Linked DNA regions of Oryctolagus cuniculus: all the other regions are linked to region 2. Evidence: chromatin contacts called from public Hi-C and Micro-C data. All regions are on one chromosome and are shown on one strand. The core of a region is the stretch at or near the end of the contact, and the rest is flanking DNA. Distances in the headings are between cores, read along the strand shown.

Evidence for each region. Hi-C and Micro-C count contacts between places; a contact is called where the count stands out from the background.
Region 1: a contact with region 2 is called in a Hi-C map of skin fibroblasts, with 6 times the contacts expected there. The contact joins two enhancer-like sites. A contact is called at or near these places in 3 of 6 Hi-C or Micro-C datasets (ear pinna, skin fibroblasts and an unstated tissue).
Region 3: a Micro-C map of ear pinna shows a contact between it and region 2, with 2.5 times the contacts expected there. The contact joins the promoter of IRF2BPL here to the enhancer-like site in region 2. A contact is called at or near these places in 4 of 6 Hi-C or Micro-C datasets (ear pinna, liver, skin fibroblasts and 1 more).

Annotation. Positions count from the first base shown.
Region 1 is chr20:22,847,788-22,850,487 of mOryCun1.1, reverse strand. No RefSeq gene overlaps it. Among named protein-coding and RNA genes, the nearest start is that of CIPC, 18 kb to the left of the region's middle. Within about 2 kb of position 1,392, at least 1 of the 8 cell types and tissues checked has an H3K27ac peak or open chromatin away from gene starts, as enhancers often do. A contact at or near this core is called in ear pinna, where this site is marked.
Region 2 is chr20:22,738,339-22,741,038 of mOryCun1.1, reverse strand. No RefSeq gene overlaps it. Among named protein-coding and RNA genes, the nearest start is that of LRRC74A, 60 kb to the right of the region's middle. Within about 2 kb of position 1,273, at least 7 of the 8 cell types and tissues checked have an H3K27ac peak or open chromatin away from gene starts, as enhancers often do. A contact at or near this core is called in ear pinna, where this site is marked.
Region 3 is chr20:22,817,479-22,820,208 of mOryCun1.1, reverse strand. IRF2BPL (interferon regulatory factor 2 binding protein like) reads left to right here and starts at 1,252. Exons shown (of 1, transcript XM_008272001.3): 1 at 1,252-2,730. The coding sequence starts at 2,150.

The sequences.
Region 1 (2,700 bases), core at 143-2,642, 110 kb before region 2:
TCTGTTTGAGTCCCGGCTGCTCCGCTTCTGATCCAGCTTCCTGCTAAAGTGCCCGGGAAAACAGCAGAAGACGGTCCAAGTGCTTGGGCCCTGCCATCCACGTGGGAGGTCTGGGTGGAATTTCCGGCTCTGGCGTCAGCCTGGTCAGCCCTGTCTATTGCAGACATTTGGGAAGTAAACAGGTGGGTGGAAGATTCTCTCTCTCTCTCTCTCTCTCTCTCTCTCTCTCTATCTCTGTTGCTCTTTCAACTAAATAAATAACAAGAGAGGGGGGAGGGAGTGAGGGAGGGAGGGGAGGACTGCCTCTCTTCTCTGTCCGTTGCCCCCTTCCCTCCCTCGCCGCCAGGGCCTTCTCCGGGGCCCCAGTCTGTGTCTTGCTTCCTGGAAGAGGCGCCCCCTCCAAGGTCTCTGAGTGTTTGCTCTGCGAGGAGCCGCCCTGGACAGGCGAGCTGGACTTTACCAGGCCCCACACCCAGGGCCCTGCCACTTCTAAGGGGCTGATCTCACGCCCATGGCCTTCCTTTCTGATCAGAGTCTGTGTCCTGCAGCCGAGTTGTCCAGGAGACATGGCACCGGGGCACTGGGAGCTGGCGGGGGATGAGGTTCACACGGGAAGGAGCCCAGGGAGGCTGAGGGCCTGGAGGGGTGTAGCTATGTCAAATAAAGCTCCCCAGGGCGGACAAGGTGGTGCAGCCAGTTAAGTGGCCACCAGGGACATCTAAATCCCTTACAGGAGCACATATACCCACACCTTCACTCCATCCAGCTTCCTGCCTATGTGTCTGGGAAAGGAACACAAGTGCCTGCAACACAGGTGGGGTTCGGGGTGGGGAAAGCCAGGAGCCAGGAACTCCATCTGGGTCTCTATGTGGGCGGCAGGGGCCCTAATTCTGGAGCCCTCACCTGCAGCGTCCCAGGGTAGCATTAGCAGGAAGCCGAGCGGGCACGCCAGTCCGGCCCTCTGCTCTGGGGTGTGGGTGTTTGACCCTGCGGTGGCAGCGCTGCCCCCAGTAGCTGAGGGCAAGGTCAGTGTAGATGTCTCCAGCCACTGTGCTTCTTCTTTGTTCCTCCTCGCCACACGCCCGCTAACGCCCCCTTGAAGAAAGGAAGGAAGTCTTTTTGTTGTTGTTGGAAGATTGATTTATTTATTTGAAAGACTGACAGAGAGAAAGGGAGAGGAAGAGGGAGAGAGAGAGAGAGAGAGAGCAACAGATCTCCCAGCCACTGGTGCACTCCTCAAATACCTGCAATAGCAGGAGCTGGGCCAGGCTGGGGCCAGGAGCCCGGAACTCCATCCCAGCCTCCGACGTGAGTGGCAGGGATCCGCGTGCGTGGGCCAGCCTCTGCTGCCTTCCCGGGAGCATTAGCAGACAACTGGATCAGCAGCAGAGCAGCCAGGACTTGAACTGGCACTCTGATATGGGATGCCAGTGACTCAAGTAACGGCTTAACCCACGGCACAACCCACAGCACCACCATGCTGGCCCGAGGAAGTTATCCGTCACCAAAATAAATAAATGAATAGCACTCGACATTTCGTCTGGAACTTTGATTATTTCTCTCTTCCCCACGTGGTTGCCCGGAGGAGACCGCGTGTATCCTGCTCACCGCTGTGTCCCAGTGCACTGAGCCCGAGCAAACCGTCAGTCCATATTGGCAGACAGAGGGACAGAAGGCGGGCCCTGCAAACCTGGGCGCCTTCACAGAGAGCTGCCGCGTGGGAAGGGGCCTCAGGCAGTGTCTGGCACACAGTAGGTATCCTATAAATGCCTTCTGACTCTGAGCGTGGTTGTCAGCACCTTTGATTTACTGCTGGGCTAGCACACACCTCCAACAAACAGAAGCAGCCACACCCAGCCTGTCTGGACCCAGCCGGGGAGCAGGGCGGGGAGGGGAGCAGCGTTTCCTCCTCCCATTACCCTCTCCAGCAGGACCACACCTGCTTCCTGCTGCCAGGGTCTTTTATGCATTTGTCTAAAGAGGACCTTCAAGCGCCCCCTGTCGGGGCAAAGCATCTCCCTCCTGAGCCAGGATCTCTGGGGTAACTGGCTCCTCAAGCCCTTTGCAAATGCAAACGAGGAGAAGGAGGCGTTTCCTCCTGGGTTTCTTTCCTGGCCTGGAGGCCTAGGGCACTTCCCCAGCCACGCATTTCCTGTCTGATTGGTGCTGCCTGGAAATCAAAACACCATCTAGAGCAGGTGGCCAGGCTGCAGCTCCCCCCACCGCCGCAGCCCGTCCTCTCACCCCGGCCAGCTTGCACACATGGCGGCCTGCTCCTCCCTGAGGGTTCCCGGGACAGAGGACCCCCTGGCTGGGCTTCCTGGTCATGGCAGACCACGCAGTGCTGAACTGCTTTGTGTGCCCGCAAGGCCAGGGTGGCCCAGCCCCTGTCCAGTCCACCTCTGGCCACTCTGCAGCCCCCTGGCCTCAGCCTGCAGTCCGAGAGTTAGACACGGGTAACCGGGGAAGGGTCACAAGACTGTCCTCCAGGGGAGCAACCAAGGACCCCACTCTCCGCCCGAGGCCACCCAAGTCCGCCCACTTTGCAGTTGAACTTGTGGTTCAAGTATCCTGATAAAAGGCGAGCCAAATGCCAGCCCAGCCAAATCTCATTTACAGCTACATGCGCAGAGAGCCCAGAGGCGTGCAATTCCCAAATCACAAATGCCGGTCATGAGCATCCCAGCCATATCACCAGGC
Region 2 (2,700 bases), core at 24-2,523:
CAAGGAGATGGGTCCCATCCCCGAGGTGAAGTCGGGGCGCAGGGCGATGCCACTTTTGCCCTGTAGGACATCAGCGGAGGTCAGCAGCCCCTCGCGGGGCCCTCGCTGCTGCTGCCAGGAGGGAGGTGTTCTCCTTCCCTGGTCTGCCCACGCCTGGGCAGCTCCTGGATCCTGACCCAGCCGCCGCCAGCTCTTCCCTGCCATTTGGCTGCGGCTCCTGAACCCTGCTTTGGTTCTGCAGCGAGAAGGGGAAATAAAAGGGCGGGTGTTGGGCAGGAAAGGGGGGGGTAAGGGGGGGAGGAGAGGAGGAAGGAAAGCCCTGCGGCCGGCCGCCTGCGCTGGCCAGTTCCAGGAATGTGTTCTCGAACACCCGTGCCAAAGCAGTGACCCAGGCGAGGCGGCCAGGCCGGGCTGGGCCTGGAGGCCTTCCCGGGAGGAGGGCGAGGCCGCTGCAGGCCCCACGGCTCGCCTGCCCCGCCGCCACCTCTGCTGACTCACTCCTGCTCCAGCTGGCAGGGACTGTTCTGGGACGGCTGTTGCTAAGATTCCTCGGAGATGACTGATCGCTTCTCCTCTAGCTTTGTGAAAACATGTTTGCAGACTGCACGTAAACACACACATGCGCTCCCGGGGCCTTGCACCCTGCGCACGCGTGTTGGGTGCGTGGACGACACGGAACGGCCAGACAGGCTCGCGTTCCCGTCTTCCCGGTGAGACCCACGAGCGGAGACCTGCACGCATGTGGGGGGGCCAGCAGCCCTCCCTGCAACACGCCTGGCCTTCCTGCTTCCGTTGGGGGGGTTTGCAGGCTGGCCCCTGGCATTCCTGGCTTTTGTCTCAGTTTCTCGGTTTCCTGCATTCTGCTGTAGTGATCTAATCTTCCCTTCTCCCAAGGCCTGCCAGGTTTTTGATGTCTGGTGCTCCGGGCAGCTGGCTGGGAATTGGACTGCTCGCTACAGAGCCCAGTGCCTGGCCTGGAGCTGACTGGCCCAGGGCCTCTGGGGACCCTCCTTGGTCTCTGTTTCCCCAGAAGAGAGGGGATGGCTAAGAGGAACCCACCGATGGAAGAGCTGGGCCCGGCTGCAGGTGCCAGGTGGGACATGTCTGTTCTCCTTGGTGCCCGGCACGGAGCCTTGGCTCCCGGCGAGTCTGAGTACTCCGTGCCTAGCATGCAGCTCCGTGCTGGCCGCCGCAGGGCCTGGTGGCCAGCCCTGCGTGTGACCTTGGTCACACTGGGCTTCTGCTGCCTTGGTTTCCCTGCCTGCTGGGCTGAAACTGGACTCCTCGCGGAGTCTTCCAGGGTTTTAATGTGACGGGGCTTGGCAAGAGCTGGAGCACCAGGCAGGGTTGTTTGTCACGGGTTCTGGAAAGGGTGGAGGGACAGACAGGCCCCGTGCCAGCCCGGAGCCCACGCCCCACCTCTCTCGCCAGCTCAGCTAGGCTCAGGTTCAAGTGTGATTCTTTAAATGGGCCCTCCCCAGGGGCCAGATCCCAGGCGCACTCTCGGCCGTAATTCTGCAGCTGTTGCTAGGGCCTGGCAACACCTGGCCTCAGGGGACGGGCAGCGGCCGGCCCGGACTCAGAGACTCGGCAAAGCTCACCCCAGCCTCACGGGAAAAACCTGCCTGCGCTCAGGGTCCTCACCGACCGTGAGGACAAGGTTGGCCCCGTGCTGCCTGCTGGTTTTCACCTGAAATGCTGTAAACAGCAGGGCCCAGCGTCAGGGGTGTGGGAGGTAGGGAGTGCAGTAGATGACAAAAATAAAAATAAATGGCACACAGAGAGAGCTCTCCGAGCAGTTGTCAGCAGCCTAATCGTGTGAACTCCCCATGGCGGGCACTCTCCCTGATGCACATTTTTTTATTTAATACTTGAAAGGCAGAGAGACAGAGACAGAGAGAGGCAGAAACCAGTTCACTCCCCAAATCCTCAGAACAGCTGCGGCTGCACCAGGCTGAAGCCAGGAGCCCGGGACCCCATTGGGTCTCCCACGTGGATGGCAGGGACCCAAGTACTTGAACCCTCACTGCCGCCTCCCAGGGTGCACGTCAGCAGGAAGTGGGAATTAGAAGCAGAGCCAGTTCTCGAACCCAGGCGCTCTGACGTGGGTTGCAGGGTCCCAGCAGCGTCCTGACCACCGTGTTAAGCACTCACCCTGGATTGCCACAAGAGGCAGGCAGTGTCCAGGCAGGAGAAAACACAGCGTGGCGTCCATGCCCCTTGCTGCAGCCACCTGACAAAGCTGGGCAGCCCCCATTGCCTGCGGTTCTTGTTTTCACCAGGAGGTGGCGAGAGCTGCTCTGTGAGTTGACTGGGGAATGACAAAGTGAGTCCGTAAAACCGGAGCAAGCAGCCCGGGAGCTGGGAAGGCCGGAGGGGCAAGCTCTGGGTCCCATCGGTGCTCCCTGCATGAACGTGGCCTTGACAGGGATGCACACGGCGCGTGGCCTCCATCCATTTCACTCCGGCTACAGCCCTGGCAGGGAGGTGGTATTGTTGCCCCCATTTTCCAGATTGGAACGCTGAGGGCCACAGATCTTAGGAAGCAAATTGTAAGTAATAGGGCCAGATTCCAACCAGGGATGCTGCTCTGTAGGGCCCAGCCTTACGCATTTTCTTCTCTTGCCTCCCGCTGGTGGTCAAGCTTTGGTTGGCACAGCTGACAGCAAATGCCACCAACTGTCCCCAGGGGAGCCACGG
Region 3 (2,730 bases), core at 3-2,502, 79 kb before region 2:
GATGGAAAACTGGAGTTCTGTAAGTAACTAGTTCAAAGTGCCAAAGGCAGTGAGTGACAGGAAATTCTAACCAGGTGGGCTACACTCTGGACCCTGAACTCTCATCACAGTGCCTCACCTCCTCCAAGCTTGGGGGCAGGGAGGGCCATTGCAATTCTCACGAAATAAAAACAGCAGACCTAATAACTAGAAAAAAAAATCCATTGAAATGCCTTAACTAGAGCTATGACATATCTCTTCTGCAATAAGCAATAATGATGAGCAATGATCTTGTAAAAGAAAAAAAAAATCATGGCCTTACTCAGCCTTCTGGGGCACTACAGAATAAAATCGCAGCACGTGAGAGCCCTTGAAGGCTGCAGCCCTACTCTTCAAAAAAGCTCTCAGCGTTACCAAATGCTGCCCCCACCTGCTTTCACAAACCCGGAAAAGGCACTCACCTGTTTGGTCTCCGGCCCCTCCCCTCCCCGCCCTCCCGCGCAGCTGTGCGCAGCCCGCGGACCGGACTGTTTTCCTTAAAGGCCTCCGGGCGCTCGTAGTTTCTCCAGACATTCAGCCAGAATTTTCATAGTTCGGCTCGGGGGAGGGGTGGCTCGCCCTGAATTCATTTAGCGCCACCACTGAAGCTCGGGTTCCTAGAGCAGGGCACAAGAACACATCGCAAAGGCGATTTCTGGAAGACTGGAAAACAGCTAATTTAACAAGTGCCTCGGCATCAGTGGTGCCGAGGCGGCTCCCCGTGCGCAGGGAGGGAGGGAGGGGCGAGGCGACTGCAGGTGGAATGGGTGGGGTGGGGGTTCGATCGCAGATGAAATGAGTAACACCTTATGTGAAATTCTCAGCGAAAATCCTGAAACAGGACATTTAAATGAGGGCCTGGGGTGGGGAGGGGAACGCGGATCGCCAACCACGCCTGCGGTTCCTGCAGGCGTTTCTACTTGGGAAAGCCGAGCAGGGAGAGGAAAGGTCATCGTCTGTTTCATTTCCACCCCCAGCCCCGGACTCGCAGCCTCAGCTCGCCCAGCCCCAGAGGTCGTACACACACACGGCGAGGGGGAGGGGAGGGCGGCGGCGCGGAGGAGGGGCCGGCGGGGAGGAATCTGGGCGTCCTGCCGCGCATGCGCCCTTCCAGAGCAACAAGTGGGCTCCACAGACAGAGGAAGTGTAAAGGGGGGGGGGGGACTGGTGCAGAGCATGGCGGTGACGTCAGCGCTCCGCCCGGGCGGCATCCCGCGCGGCCAAGCCGGGGACAGCGCGAGCCGCAGCCCGAGCAGGAGCGCCGAGACGCGCCTCCGGAACGTAGAGTAACAATCACAACCCCACATTCCGGGCGAGCGCGAGCGGGAAGGGATGCGACCCGGGCCGAGGCGCCGCGCGAGCGCCCTGCAGCCGACGTGAGCGCCGCCAGCCGCGGCGGCCCGGGGGCGGTGGGAGCCTGCCTGCCTGCCTGCGTGCGTGCGCCCCTCTCCTCGGCTCGTGTGCGTCCTGGAAACGGTGGCCGTGGCGGCTCCCTCCGGCGCACAGAGCCAGCCGCCGCCCGCGGAACGGCAGACGCTGCGGAGGGGAGAAGCGCCTCGCCCGGCTGCCACCCCCTGCCCCGGCCCTCCGGGGAAGCAGCGGCTTCAGCAAGACTGGATCTGGGCACCGGGTGGCACAGCCCTCGAGCCCTCGCCCCGGGGAGCCCGGCGGGGAGAGAGGACGCGGCTCGCAGGGGGGCCCCCCGGGGGAAAGGAAGAGGCAGCCCCTTCGCAGCTTCCACGCAGCGGCCGCGCCGGGGAGGGGGCCAAGAGGCAGCGACGGCCAGCACGGGGCACCCTCGCCCCCTCCCCCCGGGCCCGGAGCTTCCACCCTCGGTCCGCGGCACCAGGAAGAAGGCGCCCTCGCCCCTCTCCCGACACGACCGCCGCAGTAGGAGGTGGGGGCGAGCAGCAGGCTGAGCGTGTCCGCCGCCCCGGCGGTGGAGCCCCCACGGAGAGGCGCAGCGCCCGCGGCGGAGACTCGCGCTGCCTCCAGCCCCCGGGGCAGAACTTTCTCGCCCCCCCTCCCCCCTCCCCCGCAGCCGGACTCCCTCCCCGGCCAGCCCGTCCTCCCGGAGAAGGCGCCGCGGAACCAGCCCGGGCGGGGGCCTACCTTCCCCAGGGTCGGCATCATGTCGGCGGCGCAGGTGTCCTCGTCCCGGAGACAATCCTGCTACCTGTGCGACCTGCCTCGCATGCCCTGGGCCATGATCTGGGACTTCTCGGAACCCGTATGCCGCGGATGCGTCAACTACGAGGGCGCCGACCGCATCGAGTTCGTGATCGAGACGGCGCGCCAGCTGAAGCGGGCGCACGGCTGCTTCCAGGACGGCCGCTCCCCGGGGCCGCCGCCGCCCGTCGGGGTCAAGACGGTGGCCCTGTCGGCCAAGGAGGCGGCGGCGGCGGCGGCGGCAGCTGCGGCGGCGGCCGCGCAGCAGCAACAGCAGCAGCAGCAACAGCAGCAACAGCAGCAGCTCAACCACGTCGACGCCTCCAGCAAGCCCGCGGTGCTGGCCGCCCCGTCCGGCCTGGAGCGCTACGGCCTGAGCGCCGCCGCCGCCGCCGCCGCTGCCGCCGCGGTGGAACAGCGCACCCGCTTCGAGTATCCGCCGCCGCCTGTGAGCCTGGGCAGCAGCGGGCACACCGCGCGGCTGCCCAACGGCCTGGGCGGCCCAAACGGCTTCCCCAAGCCGGCGCCAGAGGAGGGACCCCC